Regions from separate parts of the Zea mays genome. Here regions 2 and 3 are each linked to region 1. Evidence: chromatin contacts called from public Hi-C data. All regions are on one chromosome and are shown on one strand. Each heading gives the region's core, a stretch centred on a gene start, on an enhancer-like site or on the middle of the called end of the contact. The rest is flanking DNA. Distances are from core to core; before and after follow the strand shown.

Region 1 (2,618 bases), core at 47-2,546:
TCTGTCGAGTGGCACAACAGTTGGAGCGGGGCAGACGGCGCTGTTTTCCTGTCAGGTCGCTCAGTGGAGCAGCGAAGTGACTGCGGTCACTTCGGCTCTATCGACTGAGGAGCGCGCGTCAGGATAAGGTGTCAGTCGATCCTTGCATTAAATGCTCCTGCGATACGGTCGGTTTGCGTGGCGATCTGGCCAAGGTTGCTTCTCCGCGAAGATTGGGCCTCGGACGAGCCGAAGGTGTGTCCGTCGCTTGAGGGGGCCCTCGGGCGAGACGTGAATCCTCCGGGGTCGGCTGCCTTTGCCCGAGGCTGGGCTCGGGCGAGGCGAGATCGTGTCCCTTGAGTGGACTGAGCCTTGACCTTAATCGCGCCCATCAGGCCTTTGCAGCTTTGTGCTGATGGGGGTTACCAGCTGAAATTAGGAGTCTTGGGGGTACCCCTAATTATGGTTTCCAACAAAACTATACAAGGCTACTATATCTAATAGCTAGTAAATGAGTTACATGAAGAATCCTTCAAAAAAATCACATATGGACATAGGTCGTTATACAATAATGAAACAACCTCAACCTGGTTGTGTTACTTTGCAGCACGCAGGCATTCACAAAAGTTAATGCCAGATCATCACATGACATTAAGGCCATACCATTCATATCATATCCTACAAAAACAAGTTAGATGAACAAGTTTTCTACATGTACACCACTATAGAAGATAGCTTCACATGTTCGAACCATGAACTAATTAGATTTAATAAATTTGTGTTATCGTTTAGTCCTCATCGTGTAATTAGTTTATAATTAGACTATCTAGCATCTAAACATTCGATATGAGAGATACAAAAGCTAGGGAAACAAACATGGCATAAGATTCACCCGGTGGCCCGTTAAAGCCTTCGCCAACAAACTACTCCTTCCGTCTCAAAATAGTATTAGTTTTCACTCTTGGTTTTATGTCTATATTCATATTAATGATGATGAATATAGACACATATATAAAACACATACATCAAATATATTAATTTCCTGAAACGAAATTCAATTTAGGGCAGAGAGAGTATCATTCATCCCTTTTATTGGCAATGTTTGAACTATGCACAGCCTGCCTGGACGATACCCACGGTCCACGGCCTTAAAAAAAGCCATAGAGGTCACAGTCAGTGTGGTCTTAACATGGCATTCCAGCCCAAGAAGTATATGTCTATTTGGGCCAGAAAGCACATTTCACACTTGCACCCGTTATGCACTTATGGGCAGGATTCCCTAGTTCATCCTGGCCGTGGCCGTGGCCATGGCGTGGCGCTCGCTCCCCGCTATGTACATGTACATGCCGCGGAAGCGGAACAGAGCGCCAGGAATCGCCGTTCGCACCTAGCCGGGTGCAAAGAGGGACTTCTCCGATTCACGGAGGGAAAAAAACAGAGCAGGTGAGAGCTGTTGACAAGCGTAGTGATGAGCAGGCCATTTCCTCTATCTTATACGACTACTAGTACCATCTATGACTATGATCTTATCTATCTTCTGCAGCTACTAGCAGATACCCCGTATTGAACTTAACAGCATGCTATTCTGAGCCACATTCAAATCAATAAAAAGTCAATTTTAGTAGCAGTGTCTACCAGTACATTTTTTCGATAATGAAAGCTTAAATTAAAAATACCATGTACATTACGTCAACAAGTAGGGAGGGCAATGGGCCCCATTCCCCGATCCCTAGCGAGGAATTCCTCCATTAGACTATATTTGGGTACCCTAGTACTCAACCCAATACATATGAGTTGATGAGGATTGGGTGTAAATTAGTTTAATTTACACCCCAATACTCCTTAACTCATATGAATTGTGGTGAATACTATGGTATCCAAACAAGCCATTAGGAGACCGGGTGAAAATACTCCCCGCGGTGAAAGATATAGGCAAAAACCAATCTCGATGGGGCAGGGTACGTTCCATCAACCCACCCACCCCCCGCCCAATCCTCGCAACCCGTCGGGGCCCAATATGACAGGTGGAACCCTACCTCAGCGTCCGTATTCCAAATTCCCTGATCCTCATCCATTCCAATTCAACGGACCGACTAACCCTAGCTTCTGTTAGGCTGGCGCCTAGTGACTGTTTTCGTGCGCTCCTTCGGCGTTCCATGTTCTTGCAGCGCGGCGGTGGCCTGCTGCCCTGCCGGCCTCTCACCTCCAGCACTCCATCCTCCTGCTCAGCTGCTCCTGTTCGTTGGCCCCGTTGCTGCGTTGTTGCCCTTGGGCCAGCCAGCCAGCACGCCAAGGAGCAACAGCCACGGAATCACGGAGATCTACTGAATCCAGAAATTCAGGTGAGTCTTTGCTTTAATTGTATCCCCTACTTTAACCCTTTTGAATTATTTCCAAACGGCTGAAGTCAACTTCTCTTTGAACCAACACCACCTTCCTGGTCTTCATCATCAGAAACTTCAATCTCTTCCACTTCCGCATTTCCTCTAACTGCTTTGGAGTCATTAACAGATGGTAAAGAACCCTATTGTGACTGCGATTCATTGACATTATTATCATGATTGTGGTTGCTCGATGACACTATCTTAAGACCAACTACAAATTAGCAAGAAATAAATATATGGTCAGTGATGTTAAGC
Region 2 (2,618 bases), core at 85-2,584, 180 kb after region 1:
TGTAACGTTATCTGTAAGGGTGGTGTCTGAATGCTTGATGAATCGGCTCTGATCGACCTGTCCTACACGATATCATTTGTCTTTCAACCAAAGTGCCTTTCTTCCTGGAAGAATGATTACTGATAATGCACTAATAGCCTTTGAGTGCTTGCGTACGTACTATAATTAGTCCTGTGAATATGTCACGAGTACGACGCAAAAGTAGGAGCCTAAAGTACGACCCGACACGAAAAAATATGCACTAGGCTAGCACGACATGAAGACGAGTCTAGGCCGGGTCTTAAATTCTAGCCCATCGGGCCCCAGCACGGTCCGTACAGATGGACCGGGTTTAGGCCGACACGGCCCAATAAAGTCTATGTTGTTTAATTTCTTTAATTTATTAAGTTATAGGTTTTATATTGTTGTGATATTTGGACTTTATGTGGTCAAATAATGCTAGCATTGTTTAATATCTTTAATTTAGTAAGCTATGAATTTTACATGGTTGTAATATTTTAATTTTATGTGATCAAATATATAGGTCGGGCTTGGGCCGGGCACGGTCCAACGAAGCACGACATAATTTAGGGCCGAGCCGGACCACTGTTTTAAACTTCGGTTGGTATGGCACGGTCCAAAAAAAATTAGAGTTTCTTGGCCCGAACCCATTTGACACGAAGCACGATAGACTTGAGCCGGGCCGAGCCGGCCCAATTCCTAGCACTAACTATAATGCATGCTCGATGCTGCTTGCTGTGGCTTTCATCTATGTTCGCTGCAGTCATAACTTCTACAATATTTTGTCTATATCGATCCGTTGACGTTTTTATGAACAAGCTAGGCTTCCAAAGTGAGTGAGTGCGGTGTGTCATGTATGGCATGACATCTGCGTACTACTCAATCCACTTAAGACCTTGTTCGGTTGCATGCTGAAGGGACTGAAAGGAATGAAATCCCTCTATTTAATTTTGATGAGTAAGGTACTAATCCTTGCCAATCCCTTTTAATCCATTCTAATAGAACAAGCCCTAATGGACGCCAAGATGATCTATTATCTCCATATCTACTTTTGTTGTTTGTCATGGATGGCCTCTCTCGGTAGACCAACAGGAAAATCTGAGACGACAGTTTAGATGAGCTTAGAATTTGCAGATGTCGTCATGGAGGAAGGAAGGAGAGGGGAGAGGAGAGGCACTTCATTATCTTATTGGAGAAAAATAAGAAAATAAGAGGAGTCACTAATACACTTCCAACTAAAATAGTGGGCCGGTTGTCGGTTCGGGCCTAAGTGGCTGGGAGCCTGCAGAGAAGAAGAAGCCGAGGCCGAGCACACCCATTCTCTTGAGACGCCTACACGGGCCTGGCCCAGAATATCTTTATTCTAACGTCTCCGAGTCCGAGTACATCCTGTGGACCGTGGTCCCTGGAGCTCTTCCTTGTGGGCACCATCGCCCACGTGCGAGCAGTGGCGCTGGCTTCCTCCGCCGCCTCTGCTGCTCCGTCCATGTGTGTCATACCGTACGTGCTTGAGAGCCGGACGGCCGCACCCCTCCTCATCTCCGATCTCTGACCTGCATGGCGACCGCGGCTCATCGGCTCCCTACCGCACCGTCTCCATCCCCAACCTCTTTCTGCTTCGACAAGACGGGTTATTGGAGAGAGTACGCAGGGCTGATAATGCTAATGGTATCTATTTATTTTTTTAACTAAAATTAATTGAGAGTTTAAATAAATCATAAAAAAATATTTGAATTGTAATCCATCATCCATTACTATCCCTAGGAAGACGACACCGCCGGTGCGTCCCTAGTCTCTGGACCTCATCCTACATAACAGCAAATAGAGAAAATTTTGACGACCAGCCCTATGTCTGATAGCTGTCCTTAATCCGGTCGGATATAAGGCTAAGTTCATGTAACACCCCGTCCAATCTCTGTACCAGTGGTACTTATTTCTAGCAACTCTTTAGTATTATATATTGTCCTCACGTACCAATACAAATCTTTTATGCGCACTTTGTCTTTACTCATGCGTATCCAAGAAAACTTCCCGATCGGTCATCCATCCCAAATTGCTCCAAGCCAAGCACACTTAATTTGGAGGTTTTTTTTGAGATAGACTTCCGAAAAAAAAGATGCACCTTGTTGATATGAATACTCTATTAATTCTATTAAGGCTTGAGCCAGGATATCACCATCTCAGAGGCCAGGATATCACAATCCACCCTCCTTAGAAGACGACGTTCTCGTCGGTCAACCCCAATCCAGGAATCTTCCCCCCTTAGTCACGTCTGTGTGTCTAGTGTTGTCATATGTCATGCCATGTGACCACACTGGGCCCACATACGCAATGCACCATATAGATTTTTGTGGGTGCAGAGAGTTTTTGTGGGTGGCTAAGTAGAATAGGGTCGATCGATCTGAAGGGGTGCCCCCTAGGCCTTATATATTCGACCGTGGGGCAGTACATATGATATGATAGCAACGAGTAGCTAAAAGATAGTGAACCTCTTGAGTTTATCCCTACGTAACCTTCGCCGACTTATCCTCGCATGGCTCTGTTGCATGAGGGCTTCAGCGCGGGAAAGTCGGGTCTCTGTTGTAATCCATTCGTTCGACGTTGTGGGCCGCCTGTGT
Region 3 (2,618 bases), core at 78-2,577, 150 kb after region 1:
CGCGCGCTGTCTCGTCCTCCCATCGGCCCATCCATCCATCCATCCACGTCCGCCCATCGGCCCTTCCTTGATTTGGCTTTTTAGTTAATTACCTCATCACACCACTGATGAACAGCGAGCACCACCGCCGCCGGCTAATGGATCCGCCGTTGCTGCGATTAAGCATAATCTTCTACGTACTGACGTCATCGACAACCGGAGTAATTCGCTGCAGCAACACACCATGCAATCAGACTTGAATCCATTCCTCCACAGCGAGTAACTGCGATTTGCCTGACGACGAAGCAACTGCGCGTGCGTTGCGATAGTGGCGATATCAAATCAGTTTTTTTTTCTCAGCGTTGTTGCGCAGACATGCATGCTCCATGGTTCTTGTCAATGGGGTCGTCTCTGCAACTCTGCGTCCACCCCCCCGCCACCCCTTCCAAGTTCCAACCGGCCTTTGTTGCTGCCTCCTTAGCTGACTTGCTCCTCCTGCAACAGAGCCACCAGATTTTTTTATCGCCTTTTTTTCCCAGAGAAAGAGCAGAACATATGCAACACTGATGTGGCAAAATAGTGCAGGCAGCACTGAATGAGAGGAGGCCCCCGGCCCATTGCTCATCCTCGCTCATCCACCATCATCATGAGCTCATATGCGTGCTGCCCCCCGTCCGAGATCCCTTTGCTTGTTTTCGGTGACAAGCTAGCTGACAGCTCCCATACATCTCACGAGGAGTAGTTTACGGCATGTGTTTAGGGGCAGCTTCACTAATCTTGTTGTTTAGATAGTGAAGCTGTCCAAGAAAGGGACTTGCTTGCACGCATGACAGGAGAGCGAAACATCACTAAACAAACTGCACACACAGAGCAATGATGATCATGGCACACATGTACACTGCATCGCACACAAAGTGCGTGCACTGTTTGAGATGCAAGCTCTCGGCTCCTCTCCTGGTTCGCAGTACCAGTTGCAGTTGCAGTTTGTGTCCGTCCAGTCCATGCATGCACGTGGGCCCCCGCGCGTGCATGGGGTGGCGAGGTAGAAGAAGATTAAACTGGACTCCTGCAGGCCCTGTCTGCTCTGCGCGGGGCACTGCATGCCATTGCTTAGCAAGCGAGCGAGTGGTGACACTGACAGTGTGTCATTAGCTAGCCTGCCAGGGTTGGAGGAGGAGAGGGGGGCGCGTGCAAAATTTTTAATCCCTCCTCCCCCCCTAGTGTCTACTACTACTCTACTAGCGACGGAACGGAAACTCGGAAAGGCACCCCATGCGCGTTGGATGGAGGAGCCCTGGAGAGTGGAGATGGTGTTTATAAATCCGCTCCTCCTGCCACCCCAAGGTTTCAGAAACCCACCACCGCAACACCTGCGCTCCGGCCTGCTCTCTCTTTCAAACAGCTTCGTGTGTCGTTGCGCCGCGCATAGTTCCAGCGCCAGCTCGGCACTGAAGAATCTGGTGACCGGCCGGGATCGAGAGCCAAGCTCGAGCAGGAACGGAGAGCGCGCGGATATATATAGCTATGATGATGATGATGATGGACAGGCAGCTCGTCAGGCAATGCGACATGGAGGTCATGAGGATGGCCATGCTCAAGCACGAAGAGACCTTCCGGCAGCAGGTAAAGCGCGCGCCGAGAAACTTCGGCTTCTTCTTCTTCTTTCTCCTGCTGTCCTTCACACCGTCGCTACTTGTCTAATATATTTCACACATCATCCTGGAAAGGAAGAGAAGTAGAAACTGCTGCTGCTACTGATCGATCGTGGAATGGATTATCGCCATTGTTCTTGGCAACTAACCGTCTTATCGTCTGATCAGGTTCACGAGCTGCACCGCCTGTACCGCATACAGAGGGAGCTGATGAGCGACCTAATAACGACCCGATACGACGACGAGCCGCTGCTGCTGACGACCGCCGGCCGGCGCAGCAAGCAGCCGCGCCGGGCGCTGGACCTGCAGCTGCCAGCCGACGAGTACATCGTCAGCGCCGACGAGGAGTCGGACGCCGCCGGCGCGGAGCTGGAGCTGACGCTGGCCGTCGGCGGGCGCTGCGCAGCCGGCGGCGGCCGGCGCAAGAGCAACAGGCGCCGGAGGCAATTAGCAGAGCGGCAGCAGCGCGACAACAACGACGCCGCCGCCGCCGGCGGCGGCTCCTCGCCGTTCGGGTCCGACTGCTCCGGCGCGAGCGCCCTGTCGTCGCCGCCGCCTTCGTCGGCCGAGTACTACTCCGACGACGGGCCGGCGGCGGCGGCGTGCCAGAGGGCCGTTGCGTTCGACCTTGGAGGAGAAGGCGACGGCGTGATGAGGCAGCAGCACGCGCCGTGGCTGGCGCAGTGCCAGCAGTACCTCAGCCTGAGGATGACATGAGTGAAGCTGCAGGCCTGCAGCGCGCTGCTCGCCGCCGTCCATGTCGATGTCCATGTCGCTAGCTGTACCAGGTTGCGTTTGTGTTGTAGCTTGTAGGAGCAGCAGTACGTACTAGCCACTAGTGTTTTTTTTATCTATCTATTCCTTTTTTTTTTGCCCTTTGTGTTTGCTATATGTCCTAGCCGTGGCCAATGGAGTCCGGGAAGAAGGCCTGCAGTTAATGAGTGCATCCTAATCCTGATTCCTGATCCAAAGATGTTAATTGATCAT

What was found. Hi-C and Micro-C count contacts between places; a contact is called where the count stands out from the background.
Region 2: a contact with region 1 is called in a Hi-C map of ear, with 1.9 times the contacts expected there. The contact joins two enhancer-like sites. A contact is called at or near these places in 2 of 25 Hi-C or Micro-C datasets (ear and leaf).
Region 3: a contact with region 1 is called in a Hi-C map of ear, with 2.9 times the contacts expected there. The contact joins the promoter of LOC100279086 here to the enhancer-like site in region 1. A contact is called at or near these places in 3 of 25 Hi-C or Micro-C datasets (ear, leaf and tassel).

What each region holds. Positions count from the first base shown.
Region 1 is chr1:164,413,500-164,416,117 of Zm-B73-REFERENCE-NAM-5.0, forward strand. No RefSeq gene overlaps it. Among protein-coding and RNA genes, the nearest start is that of LOC103640483, 14 kb to the left of the region's middle. Within about 2 kb of position 1,297, at least 17 of the 20 cell types and tissues checked have an H3K27ac peak or open chromatin away from gene starts, as enhancers often do. A contact at or near this core is called in ear, leaf and tassel, where this site is marked.
Region 2 is chr1:164,594,002-164,596,619 of Zm-B73-REFERENCE-NAM-5.0, forward strand. No RefSeq gene overlaps it. Among protein-coding and RNA genes, the nearest start is that of LOC100279086, 34 kb to the left of the region's middle. Within about 2 kb of position 1,335, at least 17 of the 20 cell types and tissues checked have an H3K27ac peak or open chromatin away from gene starts, as enhancers often do. A contact at or near this core is called in ear and leaf, where this site is marked.
Region 3 is chr1:164,560,029-164,562,646 of Zm-B73-REFERENCE-NAM-5.0, forward strand. LOC100279086 reads left to right here and starts at 1,328. Exons shown (of 2, transcript NM_001152136.2): 1 at 1,328-1,602; 2 at 1,800-2,618. The coding sequence starts at 1,504. The coding sequence ends at 2,348.